3 separate regions of the Danio rerio genome follow, and regions 1 and 3 are each linked to region 2. A link is a contact called in public HiCAR-type and HiChIP or PLAC-seq data. All regions are on one chromosome and are shown on one strand. The core of a region is the stretch at or near the end of the contact, and the rest is flanking DNA. Distances in the headings are between cores, read along the strand shown.

Region 1 (2,738 bases), core at 133-2,632, 220 kb before region 2:
TGTACACACTTTTGAATGTAAGTTTTGCATTTCGGTTAAGTTGGATATCTGTCAATACAGCTGGTAAAAATACAAACAACATATAATATGAAATGATTTTTATGAGATGCAATGGACCCAGGGCTTACAAATTTAGACAGTTTGAACACACTGTTTGTTTTTAGAGAGTTTAAATGTCAGTTTAATAATAATATCTAAAAAGACCAGTATAAAAATGACTGCTTCTCATCAATGGCATTTTGTCTCAAGTTGCTATGCAACAAATCAACCACATGTAGACAATCCTATTTTCCAAAGTAATTCAGTCTGTGGACTTCAGTAGATACACTTTGAATGTCTGTTCTTTATAGGATGCATCCACTAAATTTTAATACAGCTTACATGTTCATATCTTTTTTTCATAGTTACTGATTATGTTGCACACCTGTTTCCAGTTTAGTTTTAATCTATAAGTATTTAATACCTAGAGTCTGTACAGTTGTCACATATTTAAAATAGTTTTATTTTACTTTTATTTTACTTAAAATGTTCTTACATGGCCTGAAATGAAAATAGATGGATGGATTTAAAAATGTATTCATTTTGTCTGTTGTTGATGTTTATCCCCTGTGTTTCATTTTAAAATTAATATATGCATGAATTTTAGAAGTACTGCAAAAGATCCTCTTCTTGTCGTATATGGATCTCTTTGGCATATTAATAAACTTCAAAATCTAAGGCAGATGACAAGGATGACAAGTAGATGTATATGCAAAAAATGTTGTGTCGTATAGGTGTTATCCAAACCGAACCAGCATATTGAGAGACTGAAACTATTTTTTTCAAACTGGGTCCCAGAATGGGTAAATCGGAAAATAAAACCTTGACATTTTTGTGTGTACAGCCAATCTGTACATTTTGCGAAAATATAATGTCATTATAATGTCACATCAGCCCATGTCTCAACCCACTACAATGGTATCAGTCTGGTTCAGTCAGTGTACACAAAGTTGTATTTTGAGATTACTCCATGTTTTCATATAAAAAAGATTGGATAGGGAAAGTGCTGGCTTAGCCTAAAACTGTTTGTTATGGTTAAACAAACATATTTACATCTTCAAAAAAAAAAACAAAAAAAAAACTGTACACCTATTTTATTATTTGATCTAAGAATAAATTTCTTTTCAGCTACATTACTCCAATCTATTATTTGTTGTTGAAAATTTTTGCGAAATATTTTTTTTGCGTAAAATGTTTTATGATTAGTCTCATATGTATGTAATTTTAAAATATTCAAATATTTTTACTCTGTGTCCATTATTTATTGCTGTATAGATATGCATCATGCAACTAAAATCCTGAAGTGCGTCTTTAAAGCAGTATCCTAATGAAAGCGGTTGCCTTGACAGACTGGAGGCTCACAGACCGATTCAAACGCTGTGTGGGTGGGAGAATGACAGCGGCTCTGTTCCTCTTCACCTTGTGCAGGAGGATATTTACACCGGAGAACCCAAACAACACCACACGGACGATGAAACGGTTTTCTGTGTAGAGAAGAAGGCTTACGGTTGCACGGAGGAACATGCGAATAAGAGCGCAAAGACGCATCTGACTGTTCGGGGGTAAGATTGAACCTGTTGTCTGTCTGATGACTGGATCGCTTTTGTCTTAAAATGATGCATGAGCGCTGCTAGATGAATAATGGAAATATGTGCTGCGATAACAAGGCAAGGGACGGTAAATAAAGCAGATATCGATTTTTGTGTACATAATAAGGTTTTCTCCCACGAGTAAAACATTTTGATAAGAAGAAAAGTGATGTGTCCACGGGAAGGCGTGCGTTGATATACAGCTGTTTTTATTAGCCTTGCAGCTAGCGTTGATTAACATATTAGCTAAGTAGATTAGTTTATTTAGCATATTTTGTCCTTATGAAAAGTAAGCTAACCAGAATGTTTAAGGTATTTATTGTAGTTAAACCAATTATATCCACAAATTAACCTTGTTTAATGGCTAAACTAACTATAGTTTATAACCACGGCATTTTTATTAATATGGTTGTACTGAAAATGTAATCAACACTCCAGAATACACGAGTACTCCATTTTTACTACAATAAAACCATGGTTTACAGGTGCAAAAGTTTTCACAGAAACTGCATTTGGAGTGCCTTGCAACTTGTTTTGTAAAATCTCAAATTCTCACACTAATTTCACTTATTAAATTATTATAACATTATTATACACAAATATACAACAATGCATATGGGAATCAGGGTCTTTTAATTTCCTCTCCAATAGTTCATCTGCATTCATCAGCTCTCTGTGTCCTATTAGAAAGCTTTTGAATATTTTATTATATATTTATAAATGTTATTATTGTGTCTTTACTGCTCATCAATAGTAAATAGGAGGAGTCTATAATGATTGACAGGTCTTGACAGTTCAGAAGCAGGTGCTGCTCCTGCCTTGTATTTGCATGTTGACATGCTATATCTTAGTTAAACAACATGAGTCACTGTGATAATACGGACCGCACGACAGCTTGGTGAATATGCTGTTGTACATCTTTGTTTGCTTACAAAGTTAAATGATCGACAGTTGATGATGAACATTTCCAGTTGGTTTATTCACTATTTACACAAAGCAACACGCTCAGACGAGGCACAAAATGTGCCCAGCCGCTCTCTAGTCAGTGACGTAACACTGATATCAAAGATTGCTTTTCTTTTGAAGCAGTCGTGCTCTGCTGGCCCCATC
Region 2 (3,051 bases), core at 341-2,840:
GTCACGTTAAATTACCGACATTCTCACCTGCCACATCCACTAACGCTACAAAAAAGTTAAGATACAGCCAATATTTATTAAATGTAACATAGATTATCAAAAGAACCACCACTTATAAATCAAACCTAGTAGATAACTACAAAGAGACCGTTATGAACTGTCTAAAGACTTCATCAAATCATATTTATCCATTTACACATTTTACTTAACATTAATAGATAGAAACTATAATTAAACGCTTAAAAACTGTAAAACCAACTCACCTTGGGTTTGGGGGGTTGTCGACTTAAGAGAATGGGTTACAAGCAGATGATATTCCGCACTAGCTGCGTGTGGAGGAGCTCAAAGTGAGGCTGAAAAGCTGGGCGCGCTCTTTTATATGACGGCACATACCCGGCTCTAGCCATAAAAGGTAAACTTTCGGAGCTCTGTGCTCTGATTGGTCCAGCGTCACACACCCGGCTGTCGCGTGCACATTGCTACACTTGCTTCTTGCAACTTGAGAGTGAAAGAAGGGGAAGCTTAACTGGTTAAAGAACAAGGCCATGGCGATTTCCTATAAAACTGGAATTTTTATTTGCAAATTTTAACACAGAATTTTTCGTATTTTTCTGCGACAACGCCAAGACTCAATTAAACTTTTCAAAAAGTCTGTGCAGAGTTACAAGTGGCAGAATGCGTCATAATGATGGATGCCTCCATGATCCTGTGTTGTGTTTTCAATCTAACACAACAGCAGCTCTGTAGGTCATTTACCTCTTGTGTTCACGAAATACCGTAATACAAACAATGGGGGATCTAATGAGTACTTTTCCATGTATAAAATGGACATTTTTTTTATCCAAATTAGGATGACACTACTTGTAGTATGTTGTATGAGCAACTAGCTGGTCTTAGCTCAGTAGTAATGCACTTTAAGAAAGTGCTTTAATAACTTTGAATGAATGGGACCTGCATTCCATGCCACATTGCTTCACTATTTTTGTGTGTACAAGTTACACAATGATGTATAAAGTGAGTGATAGCAGTTACATTTTTGCAAGTGGGCCTACCTCAGGTTTAATGTTCATTAGAAATGTTATATGTCAAGTCTTGATCTTAAATAGTTAAATTTTCTGTTCATAATTTCATGTCGTGTCTATGCAGACATAACATTTCTTTTTAAAGAGGTTTATAAGGATAAATCCTAAGAACATAATTCTCATTAAAAGTAGAAAAAAAAAACACTGAAAGTGTTGGTGATCAGCTACAATAAATAATATTTTGCACACATTTCAGATATTGCCACACTGAATAACAGATAAAGCTGTGCTTGAGCAGCAGTGATCATGATAAACTACATGTGACTTTTTACTGTGTAACTTGGGAGTAATGCACATGGCCTTCAGTGGGAGTTATAAACAAAAACAGCTGATTGTGTTAAAAGTGCTTGCTGATACCAAGGACAATGAGGTGATGTGACTTTTATTTTGTTTTTGGCAAATTCCAAGTATTTTGACAAGACTTTTTACAATTCTGAGCATTTTACCTCTAAAATATGGAAGTTTCTCAGAGTAAACGTTGAGTATAGGTAATGACTAGGCCCACACAGAATCTGTGCGCACAGAAATCTGCAGATTTCCCCAGATCTTTAGCCCATCATTGAGTTTATTTATTGACTTGTGTATTTGGATTTGCTCTTTAGTGTTTGGACTCTCAGCAGTAAAAATTAACTCACACTGAACTAAACTGAACTGAACTTAAACTCTTAAAAAATGGACTGACACAGTTTCAATTTACTATACTAATCCTCTAAGTTAAGCTGCTTTGACACAATCTACATTGTAAAAGCACTCTAGAAATAAAGACAAAGGTGTAAATATATGTTTATTCAGTTTTTAAATACATTTCCGTAATATTATTGACTAATATGAAAGTGTTCATTTGATTACAATATGGTCTGAAAGTAATGTTTTCTGTCTTTTAGAAGATATATTATGTGAGAGACTTGCTTTGTCGACCAAATAATTGGATCTAGGTGGACTTGCATTGTATATATTTATTAAAAGTTAAAAAGGTATTATTTTTTTTTATTTCATATAGTAAGTTTTTAGTTACGATACTCCCGAAAAAATCTCGCATAAATCACAGATTGTTTACAAAATTCTCTGCAGAAAAAGCAAAAAATGTCAGCAGATTCTGTCTGGCCCTAGCTATGACCCAACAGAGCAAACAGAATAAATACAACGAAATTTAATATACAGCATCAGATATAAAAGTGAATGTTTTATAGCTGTTTGTGTATAGAAAAAATGAGAAAAAACAGACATAAACAGCATCATAGTATGAATGTCTAAAAACTTGTTATCTGCAAACTGGATACTCATCAATAAGGTCTCCTCCTTCCATCCCCCAACATCTTTTCAAAGAATGCCAAGCATCCATCCACACCCCCCTTTATAAACACACAGGTTTTTATAAGATAAGCAAATATTTAGCACCAATCTGTGGTTAATGTGATGTAACACACAACAAACAATGCATTCAGCATATCCAGTCAATTCTATTTTTTAACCAACCATGCTTCTCTTTGTAACTTTTGTAGATTGCACAGGGGATCTTGTTACAGCAGATGTGCTTTTGTGAGTCCATAGTTCCCCCGAGGACCACCACCCTTCCCTGATAGCAGCCCACTACAGCCTTCCCATTCATCTCTAAATAAGGTACTGTCCTAATGAACCTCAGCTTTGCCCCATGACATAAGATTTCCAGAGCAATAAAGTGTTGTTGACTGTCAGTGTGATAATGTCATTGTCCTTTAGAATGCCAAAGTCTCTTATCTCAATTCTGATACCAAAGCTCTCCCAGTACACCATTCATGCATAATGATAAGAAACATATTTATGAAGTTGTTCTCAAAGGAACACTTTTTGGGCGTGTCATGCTGCATTTCATAGTTTGTTGTTTGGCACCCACATAAATAAAACAAGTGTGTTTTTGATAATAATAATAATAAGGGATGCACCGATACCAGTATCAGGTTTTGGGTCGATACTTGGTTAAAATATTCTT
Region 3 (3,077 bases), core at 142-2,641, 250 kb before region 2:
CCAACTTCTCAGCTATTGATTTCACATCTGAAATGCACCATATTTACAAAAGCATTTCTTATTCATGAAACTATGGCTTCAAATGCTACAAAGCTGTTGCATTATACAGTGTTTTCTTTTATAAAACAATTGAAACTACTGTTTTGAAATCACTGCAATAAATGTAACATGATCCATATTTACAATACAGATGTATTATAATTAGCTTCCCTTTCGCCTTCAGCGTATTTAAACTAAAAACTGAGAAACTATAGGGCTTCAGCTAATGCATTGATAGTATTTTCTTTTTTAAGATTCAGAATGACACTTAAGTTGTTGTTTTTTTATTAGAATAAACACAGCTGATGCTTTTGGAAAAAAGATAAATGGGGGTTTCTTTGAAATAAGTCTTAAAAAATGTTATTTTATGCTTTAAATGTATGTATTTGTTTATTTTAAGTAGGCCAGACTTTGCAGATTAGGAATTCTGAAGTTCAGGACACTCATTCAGCTGAGCTAATGTAAAAAAGTAGCAAATATATGAGTACAGATGCAAAAGTGCCATCTGAAGTGTTCTACTAAAATTTGCATTTTACTTTGCTCCTTTATGGTCAGTTATTTCACTTTAAAAGCAGTGAAAATGAAATATGTATCATCATAAAGTAAAATAACTGGTCATAAACACAGGATCCAGAAAAAAATAAAAATTTTAGAAGAAAATTTCAGATAGGACTTAAAGGCTTTTCCATCTGAACTTTTCTTGTTTTAATATGACTGTAAATCATTCTGATATTTTCTCAATATTGATCAATGAGATTATCGTGGTTTTCATTTTATCATGTACAACAGATTTATGCTGCTGAAAAAAGTTTTCTCTCCATCTTAATATTAATAGTAGCCAAGGGTATAAATAGTTTTTCTTACAGTGTAGAAATGCAACATACGTTTCGAAAATTGTTTTAATAAGCTCCCAATAACACTATTTAATATCGATTTCTTGGAAAAACAGCTTCTAGATTGTATCTATACTTATGAAAGCTACATTTTATCATATTTTTTAAACATATAAACGTATTTATCTCATTAAAATCCTAGTTGTCTTTGTCAATAGGAACCTCCTGCCACACCACACCACTGTCAGCACTCCTTCATAAAGCTGCATGGCGCGAGTGACTACAGCAGACCTTTTAATCAACAACCAACACACTGATCAACAGCGTTTCACATTATTAAAATATGTCGCCTTCTAACAATAAATTGTCAAATTACATTATACATCATTTAAATGCACTTTCAATACAAAACTGTAAGTTGTATAGATAAGCTATTATAAAGTGCACTCCCGCGTTGCCAGAAACCGCCATTCTCTGTGATCGATTATATGGCCTAGAGTTCGTGGGTCAGAGTTCACACTCGAGCAGCGCTGTGGAAGTGGACGTTTCTGAAACCAACTGTTTATTTACAATGTTTTTCTGCTTTACCGGTTCACCCTTGCGCTTTATTAAAAAACGTTTACATAGATAATATATCTGCGTGCTTTTTCAGCCATTCTCTCTTTTTTACGTCTGATATTAAACCACAACAAAGCCAAACTGATAACTTGTTAGCCATTAAGACTTGCTTTACTTTTCTGATCAAGTGTTGTAACGAGAAGAGGTTCAGCTGCTGGTTAAAATATTAATAATATACTCAATATAATTCCAAAATGCAGGAATTAATCGCCACTGTCGATCACATCAAGTTTGATCTTGAAATCGCTGTTGAACAACAATTAGGCGCTCAGCCGTTGCCATTTCCAGGAATGGATAGTAAGTTCATGGATGGATATTTGCTTATGTTCGTCTATTTTTCAAAACATAAGACTAACTAAGCACAGAAAACAGTTTAATAATGATAAATATTCTCTGTTTCCAGAATCTGGCGCTGCTGTATGCGAGTACTTCATGAGAGCTGCTTGTATGAAAGGTGAGTTGTGCATTTCAGAAGCTTGTTGAAGTGTTCATGTGTAAATCAGATTATTATTGACCCTCAATGACTCAACTTTCCCGTTTTTGACAGGTGGAATGTGTCCCTTCAGACACATCAGTGGAGAAAAGACTGTGGTGTGCAAGCATTGGCTTAGAGGCTTATGCAAGAAAGGAGATCAATGTGAATTTTTACACGAGTACGACATGACTAAGATGCCCGAGTGTTATTTCTACTCTAAATTTGGTTAGTATTGTAATATCCATCCATCCATCTATATTTTGTTTGTTAATAATGCTAATACAATGTTTGTATTGTTTTGCAGGGGAGTGCAGTAATAAAGAGTGTCCATTCTTGCACATTGACCCAGAATCTAAGATTAAAGATTGCCCGTGGTATGATAGGGGTTTTTGTAAACATGGTAAGTCTTTTGCTATAATTTCCAGATATTGACATACATATACATTCATACGTACATACACACATACATATATATGCGATTTGTCAAAACATTTTACAGGGTAGAAAAAAGTTAAAATAATTAGCAATATTAACAACAACAAAGCTCCCTAATGTAACAGTTTATTGTCAACCAAAGACATAAAGCAAAAGCCTATAGCTTATGTAAATATTATAATTAATTATAACTAATAATAATTAATTATTCATATTTGCCTCTTGAGCTAGTTTACTAAACTAATAATGTTTAAAAAGTAGAAATTAAAGGGATAGTTCACCCAAAAATGCAATTTACTCACCCTCAAGCGGTTTCAAACCTCTGAGTTTTTCTTCTGTTGAACACCTAAGAAGATATCTTGAAGAATGCTGAAAACCTGCAACCATTGTCTTTCATATTAGAAAAAAAAACTACTAAAAGTCCTAAAAAAGTCTTAAAAGCTTTAGAACTTTACTGTATGATGATACTGCAGGATGTAGAATGTGTCACCCGGTAATAGAAACTGAAAATAAGGTTGAATCTAACACAGAGCCTTGAGGAACTATTTCAGAAAGCTGATTTTGATTACATCAACATATATTACACACAGTTTTGTTAGATCAAGCTAGGATCTCATAGTTTAATGAATGTTTAAATTAATATTTAAAAGAAAGTTACATTACATAAACATACCTAG

The links. HiCAR-type assays count read pairs that join an accessible place to other places. HiChIP or PLAC-seq counts read pairs in DNA pulled down with a chosen protein or histone mark.
Region 1: an H3K4me3 HiChIP or PLAC-seq map of embryo shows a contact between it and region 2, with 4 times the contacts expected there. The contact joins the promoter of slc29a4a here to the promoter of actb2 in region 2. A contact is called at or near these places in 1 of 18 Hi-C or Micro-C datasets (caudal fin) and 1 of 4 datasets of contacts at active chromatin or transcription factors (embryo).
Region 3: a HiCAR-type map of caudal fin shows a contact between it and region 2, with 4 times the contacts expected there. The contact joins the promoter of cpsf4 here to the promoter of actb2 in region 2. A contact is called at or near these places in 3 of 18 Hi-C or Micro-C datasets (caudal fin, hematopoietic stem cells and an unstated tissue) and 3 of 4 datasets of contacts at active chromatin or transcription factors (caudal fin, embryo and gastrula embryo).

The regions. Positions count from the first base shown.
Region 1 is chr3:39,261,888-39,264,625 of GRCz12tu, forward strand. It overlaps slc29a4a (solute carrier family 29 member 4a), which reads left to right and starts at 1,383. Exons shown (of 11, transcript NM_001362610.1): 1 at 1,383-1,601.
Region 2 is chr3:39,483,698-39,486,748 of GRCz12tu, forward strand. It overlaps actb2 (actin, beta 2), which reads right to left and starts at 1,591. Exons shown (of 7, transcript NM_181601.5): 1 at 1,579-1,591; 2 at 264-353.
Region 3 is chr3:39,235,891-39,238,967 of GRCz12tu, forward strand. cpsf4 (cleavage and polyadenylation specific factor 4) reads left to right here and starts at 1,392. Exons shown (of 8, transcript NM_131009.1): 1 at 1,392-1,787; 2 at 1,894-1,944; 3 at 2,038-2,190; 4 at 2,270-2,365. The coding sequence starts at 1,685.